Regions from separate parts of the Mus musculus genome. Here region 2 is linked to region 1. Evidence: chromatin contacts called from public Hi-C data. All regions are on one chromosome and are shown on one strand. Each heading gives the region's core, a stretch centred on a gene start, on an enhancer-like site or on the middle of the called end of the contact. The rest is flanking DNA. Distances are from core to core; before and after follow the strand shown.

What was found. A called contact is a pair of places that touch in the nucleus more often than the background predicts.
Region 2: a contact with region 1 is called in a Hi-C map of cortical neurons, with 2.4 times the contacts expected there. The contact joins two enhancer-like sites. A contact is called at or near these places in 1 of 15 datasets of contacts at CTCF or cohesin (the NIH/3T3 cell line), 2 of 484 Hi-C or Micro-C datasets (both in cortical neurons) and 2 of 115 datasets of contacts at active chromatin or transcription factors (SST interneurons and VIP interneurons).

What each region holds. Positions count from the first base shown.
Region 1 is chr5:126,006,535-126,009,683 of GRCm38.p6, reverse strand. No RefSeq gene overlaps it. Among named protein-coding and RNA genes, the nearest start is that of Gm40329, 33 kb to the left of the region's middle. Within about 2 kb of position 1,538, at least 14 of the 459 cell types and tissues checked have an H3K27ac peak or open chromatin away from gene starts, as enhancers often do. A contact at or near this core is called in SST interneurons and cortical neurons, where this site is marked.
Region 2 is chr5:126,732,162-126,735,028 of GRCm38.p6, reverse strand. All of the region lies in intron 2 of 1700081B01Rik (a long non-coding RNA gene), which reads right to left. Among named protein-coding and RNA genes, the nearest start is that of Gm33347, 6.3 kb to the right of the region's middle. Within about 2 kb of position 1,383, at least 23 of the 459 cell types and tissues checked have an H3K27ac peak or open chromatin away from gene starts, as enhancers often do. A contact at or near this core is called in SST interneurons and cortical neurons, where this site is marked.

The sequences.
Region 1 (3,149 bases), core at 289-2,788:
CTAAATTAAGACAGTTTCTAAAAGTTTGCTATTCATTAGTTCACACTTCTGATGAAAAAATAAAATCCCGCTTCTACCCCCTCAGAAAGATCCATTCCTGGGAGTCACGGATGTAGAAAGAGAAAGGAGGATGAAGGACCAACAGTTATCTGTACCACATGGCAGCCAGGCTCAGAGATTAATCAGTCATGCCCACTCCATTCTGCAGAGACAGAAACTGACCATATCAGATCTAGCCAGCATTGACCTGTATGTCCCCTGCCTCTGCAGTCCAGTGCCCACTTGATCTGGGCTCAGTTCTCCTCAGGCTCCCTTCCCTACAGCCTAGGTGATCACTTTACTCTGCTCCCTCACTTGTGCAGATAAACTTGATCAACACCCTTCCTAAAAACTGGTGCTGCTGAGCTATTCTCCAATGTTATGAGTTGTCTCTAAGGTATTCGACCTTTAGAACCCAGACCAAGCACCCGTTATGCCAGTGCCACAGGATAGTATACTGAAGCCTAATTAAGAGCACCACATCTATACGACAACGTGAAAGCCAGCTGCCCACCGCTATCTCAGTGCCAGCAGTGGTGGTGTTGTGCCCTCCATGTTGGTCTGGCAGGGCTTGTTCTAAGGTACACAGCCATTTCCGGTTTCGCAGCTTTGCTTAACCTAGCCCTAGTGCGAGCTGGCATCCTATGGCACATCCCGCAAGAGCAGAGGGCAACACAATGGATTGGATTTTAAGTGTGGCTGGGACAGCCCATTCCAAGGACAGTGCTGGTCAGGATCTGCAGGGTGAGACTGGCCAGAGTTCTCTATATTCCAGACCCGTACCTCCACATACATGAAGGACAAAAGCCAGCAGCCAGGGCTATCTGCTAGGCCTTCAGAAAGCTGGCTAGGCACAAGGAAAACTATTTGCAGTCTGGGGAAATAAATTAGAATATGCAAAGCTTATGAACACAATACCATTAACTCAGAAGATAAAAAGGTGCATAATTTGATAAGCCAAACATAAACGCCCTCCCTCAGCTTCTCAATTGCTATGTCTTTCTTCCCAACACAGTTCATCATTTTTATTGTGGTCGCCATGGTTTGTGGAAAGAGGAAATAATCTATATTTATAATGGGAAATGATTTGCATACATCATGCTTGCTATTCACGGTAACGAGGCCTTAGCGGAAGCCGATTCCAGCAGCTCCATATGAATGCAGGCAAGATAACCTGATACGCGCTCATTTTGCTGATGAAAAAAAAAAAGGAGCTACTCTCAAAGAGAAATCTGGAACAATTAAATAAATACTTTATTCTAATACTGATCAGTCTTCTCTGTCATAGAGACCTCTCCACCCCTGCCTAGGTCCTAGCTAATATCTCACTGTAAAGGAGTTGAAAAGGACCATCTATTTTTGCTCCTCAGTGACAGAATGGATTCATTTAAACAAGGGGGAAAACGTGCATGGCAGAGGCAGAAGTTCAGCTTTAGAGACCACGCCCTTCCCTACTTGTTTACAGAGATGAGGTATTCTGACATTTTAATGGTCCTTAAAAACCCATTCAGTTCATAATTTCAGCCCAAGTATGACTCATAGCAAGCTGTTTGCTTTTTAGCAGTCCTATCTTTGTGGATCTTTGAGTTTTGGCAGGGGGACAAAAAAAAAAATGAACTTGTGGATAAATCACCATGATTACAAATACTCTCTACTCCCAGCAAAATATCGGAAGTATTCCGGTTTCTCCCCTACCCATTGTTCTGGGGCTCAGAGCAGCACAATGTTAATTTTATAGACAAGAGAGCACTGCCACCAGGACTCAGGGAAGAATGAGGCTCCAGATGTTTGACAGCTGATCAGAGACTCTTTCCTCTCACACACATTCTGAGAAGATGATACTCCCAGTAACAATGCTTGAGATAAATCATGCCAAGCCACCGGTATCTGAGTGTGGGATACGATGGCACAGTTCCTCCCATTATTTCCTACTTGAAAATGTGTGAGGTTGACACTCATGTGTAATTTTGGAACACTTAAAAAAATAGCTATAGCTTGTCGTGACAGAAAGGTGCACATGCCGGAAGTGACCAATGAGTGATCATGAGGTGACTTGAAAGCCAAGAAACACTTGCTGCCCATCCCCTCTGCACCCTCCATTCCCCCAAGCACCCCCATTCCCACCTACTCAAGGATCCCACATCCTCATACTTCACACTGGTTCTGTCTGCACTGAACCTTGAGAACCTGGGATACGGTTGCCCAGCTTCTGTTCACAATAAGCAGGTAGAGCCATCCACCTGCTGTCGACACCAGGATACATCTACTCTCGTCACATATGATCTGTCTGAGAGCCCAGAATGCACTCTACCCCCCACCCCCACCATCAGCACATTTGGGCTGGGAATGATTTGAAGCTGTAAGAAAGCAATCATAGTCCATTTTCAGTATGCTGTGTACATAGAGCTCATGAGAACATTGCAGGCAAGCAGGAGGCACTGGGCCCCGTCTTCCCTAGAGGGCAGCTGCTGCCTGCTTGTCAGAGCCTTTCAGTTCATTCTAGGTTTACAAAGTTACAGGCATCCAGCACCTGACTGGACACGGTATTGTAGAAGGAGGAAATTTCAAGCCAAGGATATACGTTAGATGAAACTTTGCATCCTGAACCAACAGGACAGGCAATACTAGATACCAAGGGCATTGTTCCTTCACCAAGAACTTGGCCCATGAAGAATATAGTGTTTGTGTGTGTGTTTGTGTGTGTGTGTGTAGTAAGAGGTGGGGACAGTGGGCTGTGTGTGTGTGTGTGTGTGTGTGTGTGTGTGCGCGTGAGAGAGAGAGTGAGTGAGTGAGAGAGAGAGAGAGAGAGAGAGAGAGAGAGAGAGAGAGATTAGCAATATAAGAGCCAAAGTGGTACACCAGCCATTTTTGTTTTTCTCTGGAGTGATGCTGGACTGTGCTACTCTGAGTTTCCATGACTCTTATTATGAAGAGAGGACGCTTGTTTCTCAAAAATTCACTTTAAATTATGTGGTTAGTCTTTTTTTTTCTCTCCTCTTTTTTCTTCTTTTTCTCTCTCTCTCTTTCTTTCTTTCTTTCTTTCTTTCTTTCTTTCTTTCTTTCTTTCTTTCTTTCTTTCTTTCTTTCTTTCTTTCTTTCTGTTTTTGGTC
Region 2 (2,867 bases), core at 134-2,633, 730 kb before region 1:
GGGAAGGCTTAAATAGTGATGAGGCATCTTCTAAGAGCATAGCGGAGTTAGAACTTACGGTCCATCTTGACCCAACCACCACTCCAACTATATGCCAGCCTCACCTGAAGCAAACAGCAAGCAACGTGCCCGTGATCTTTCAGAGTAGCGTTTTGACCTATTTTAACTGCAGAGCCCATGGTACCGATTCCTAACTGGCTTTAATTTCTCAACTAGTCAAAGTGATGTGCCTTTGTCCTTTGTCTTTTATTTGTATTAGCATATATTAATTATTCATAATGTGCCCTATTATAGCATTTTCATGTGTATGTGCAGTGTATTTTGATCATCTTTACTACTCATTATTCTCTCTTGTCCCCCCTCCCCTGACCATCCCTGCTGATCTGCTTTCAAGTAAGCTTCCATCACACCTCCATCTCCTCCTTCCCTTTCTCCTCAAGAGTTAGGGTTGTTAAAAAAAGACCACAGGGCAGCGAAGTGCTTATAGAATTGTATGTGCACTTTACCAGGGCTACACCAATGAAGAAAACGACTTTTCCTCCCCCAGTTGTAAATCCCTAGGGATGGGTGGGGCTTCCTTAACTCCTCCCTAACACCAGGACCAGATTATGTTGTCAGCACAGCTGTAGGGGAGCACTGAGGTGCAAAGCCTTTCCAAACCGGGAGGTGATGCCCCCATCCCTTCTTCCTCCAGTTCTTCCATTCTCTCGGCCCCTTCTGCATGCTCAGAACGACGTTTCCAAAGTTCATTTTATGTTTAAGTGACTACGCAAGGCAGTAGATCTCATTAGGTATTTTTGAACAAGGTGTACTTTTAGTAGGGTCTCCTCAATCACTCCCACACTGCTTCTTAATGCTCCTAACCTCCCCACCACAACCCCCTATATAAGCTGCCATTCCCACGAGACATGTCCTTCCTTGGCACCTTTTTTTTTTCTCCTTCTTGCTTAGGATTTACCCACAATCAGGCACACACACACACACACACACACACACACACACACACACACCATAAAGGGGCAGTGAGGATTCCCATATGAGAAAGAAAGCATGCTGCTTGTTTTTCTGTGTTTAGGCCACGGCACTTAATATTATATACTTTCCAGATCCATCCATTCATATCCGCCCCACATCCTCATCCCTCCGCCCCCGACCCCTCCACCACCACCACCACCCCCGCCACCCCCCCTCCCGCCACCTCCCCCCCCCCCCCCCCCCCGCCTCCCGCACAAAATTTTGCTCTTTCCCGAGAGTCGTAGGCGACAGTCCCGATATTCCCACTAGGTGGCGCTGGCAGACCAGCTTGTGACACGTGTTCGCCCTGCCCCCTCCCAAGAGGCACCCGCCCTTCACTCTTTCCCTTCTGGGGCTTCCTGGGACCTTTGCTTTCCAGCCTTTGCTTCCTTTCTTCCACCTTAGGAGTTCCTGCTCCGGGCGTGGGCCAAGGCTGCCTCCTCCTCTGCAGGCCTCCTGGCTGCTTGTGTGAAATGTACCTCCTCGGGGCAACCCACTAGCCCTGCTGTGGTTTTCCTTGTTAGTTGAATAGAAGACATTGCTTGCTTAAGCTCTTTTGCTTTTATATAAAACGACGGAAACCTATTATAAAATTTATAAACACAGGAAGAAAAAAAAAAAAAAAGACGAATCTCAGCCTCTCCCACGTCACCGGGAGCTATATTGGAGACCATGATTCCATCTATCTATTCCGTATCCTTACATATGCAGAGATTAATGGCTGGATGGGCAGATAAACACACGGCAGATGGGTAGGGCACTTTATGACAGTGAAATCTGACTTCAATAAAGACAATTTATAGCGCATCTATTTGTGAAAGCTACACATTCCTTTTTTATTTATAGTTAGAACATTAAGAATTCAAAATACACTTGCTGTGTTTCACAAAACAAACAACCACTGTGTGTGTGTGTGTGTGTGTGTGTGTGTGTGTGTGTGTGTGTGTTCCTCTATTCATCTATCCATGGACCATTAGGTTGGTTCCATATTGCTATTGTCAATAATGCTGCAGGGCATGTGGGAACACACATATCTTGTTTACACAGTAATTTCGTTTCTTTGGATATATATTCCGATGTGGGAATGCTAGCTTGTGTGATCATTCTATTTTCAACGTCTCAAGAAGCCTCCATATGCTTTCCATCATGGCTGGGATAATTTATATCGTTCAGCCCTAACGTAAGAAAGGAAATCCTGACGCTGGAGAGAGACAATGCAGATGATGTGCGAGATAAGCCAGATGCAGAGACACACACTTCCCTGTGGTGTATCCTAGAAGCTGTGCTGTTGATAGGATGGACCATGGGCTATGGATGAGAATGGGGTGACATCCGTTAAAGCTTTAAATAAACGCCATTTATATGGCTGCTGAAAGGGGGGGAGTCGTCTTCTCCAGCGAAGAACCTCTAATAAGTAGATAGCCCTAACCACACACACATGCATGCATACACTAAATAGACTCAGCAAATTCTGTATGTACACCTATGGGTATAACAATAATAATTAAACAAGTTCTCTAGTTTTCAGGGATGTCCAATGCTTGGTACCTACATCAGGAAACCAGAGAGATGGGCTGGACCGCTCAGTGGTTAGGAGTACTGGCTGGCTGCTATTGTAGAGGACCCAGATCACATTCTCAGCATCTCCATGGCAGCTCACAGCCATCTGTAACTCCAGTTCCCAGTAACCTAGGCCTTTTTTGGCTTTCTTGGACACTAGGAATACATATACAGTACACAGGCATGCATATAGAGAAAACACTCATATACATAAACTCATAAAACAAATCCGAAATAAATTTTAAAAGAAATCTGAAAGACCTGAGAGCAAATCTGCATATGAGATGCCTAGC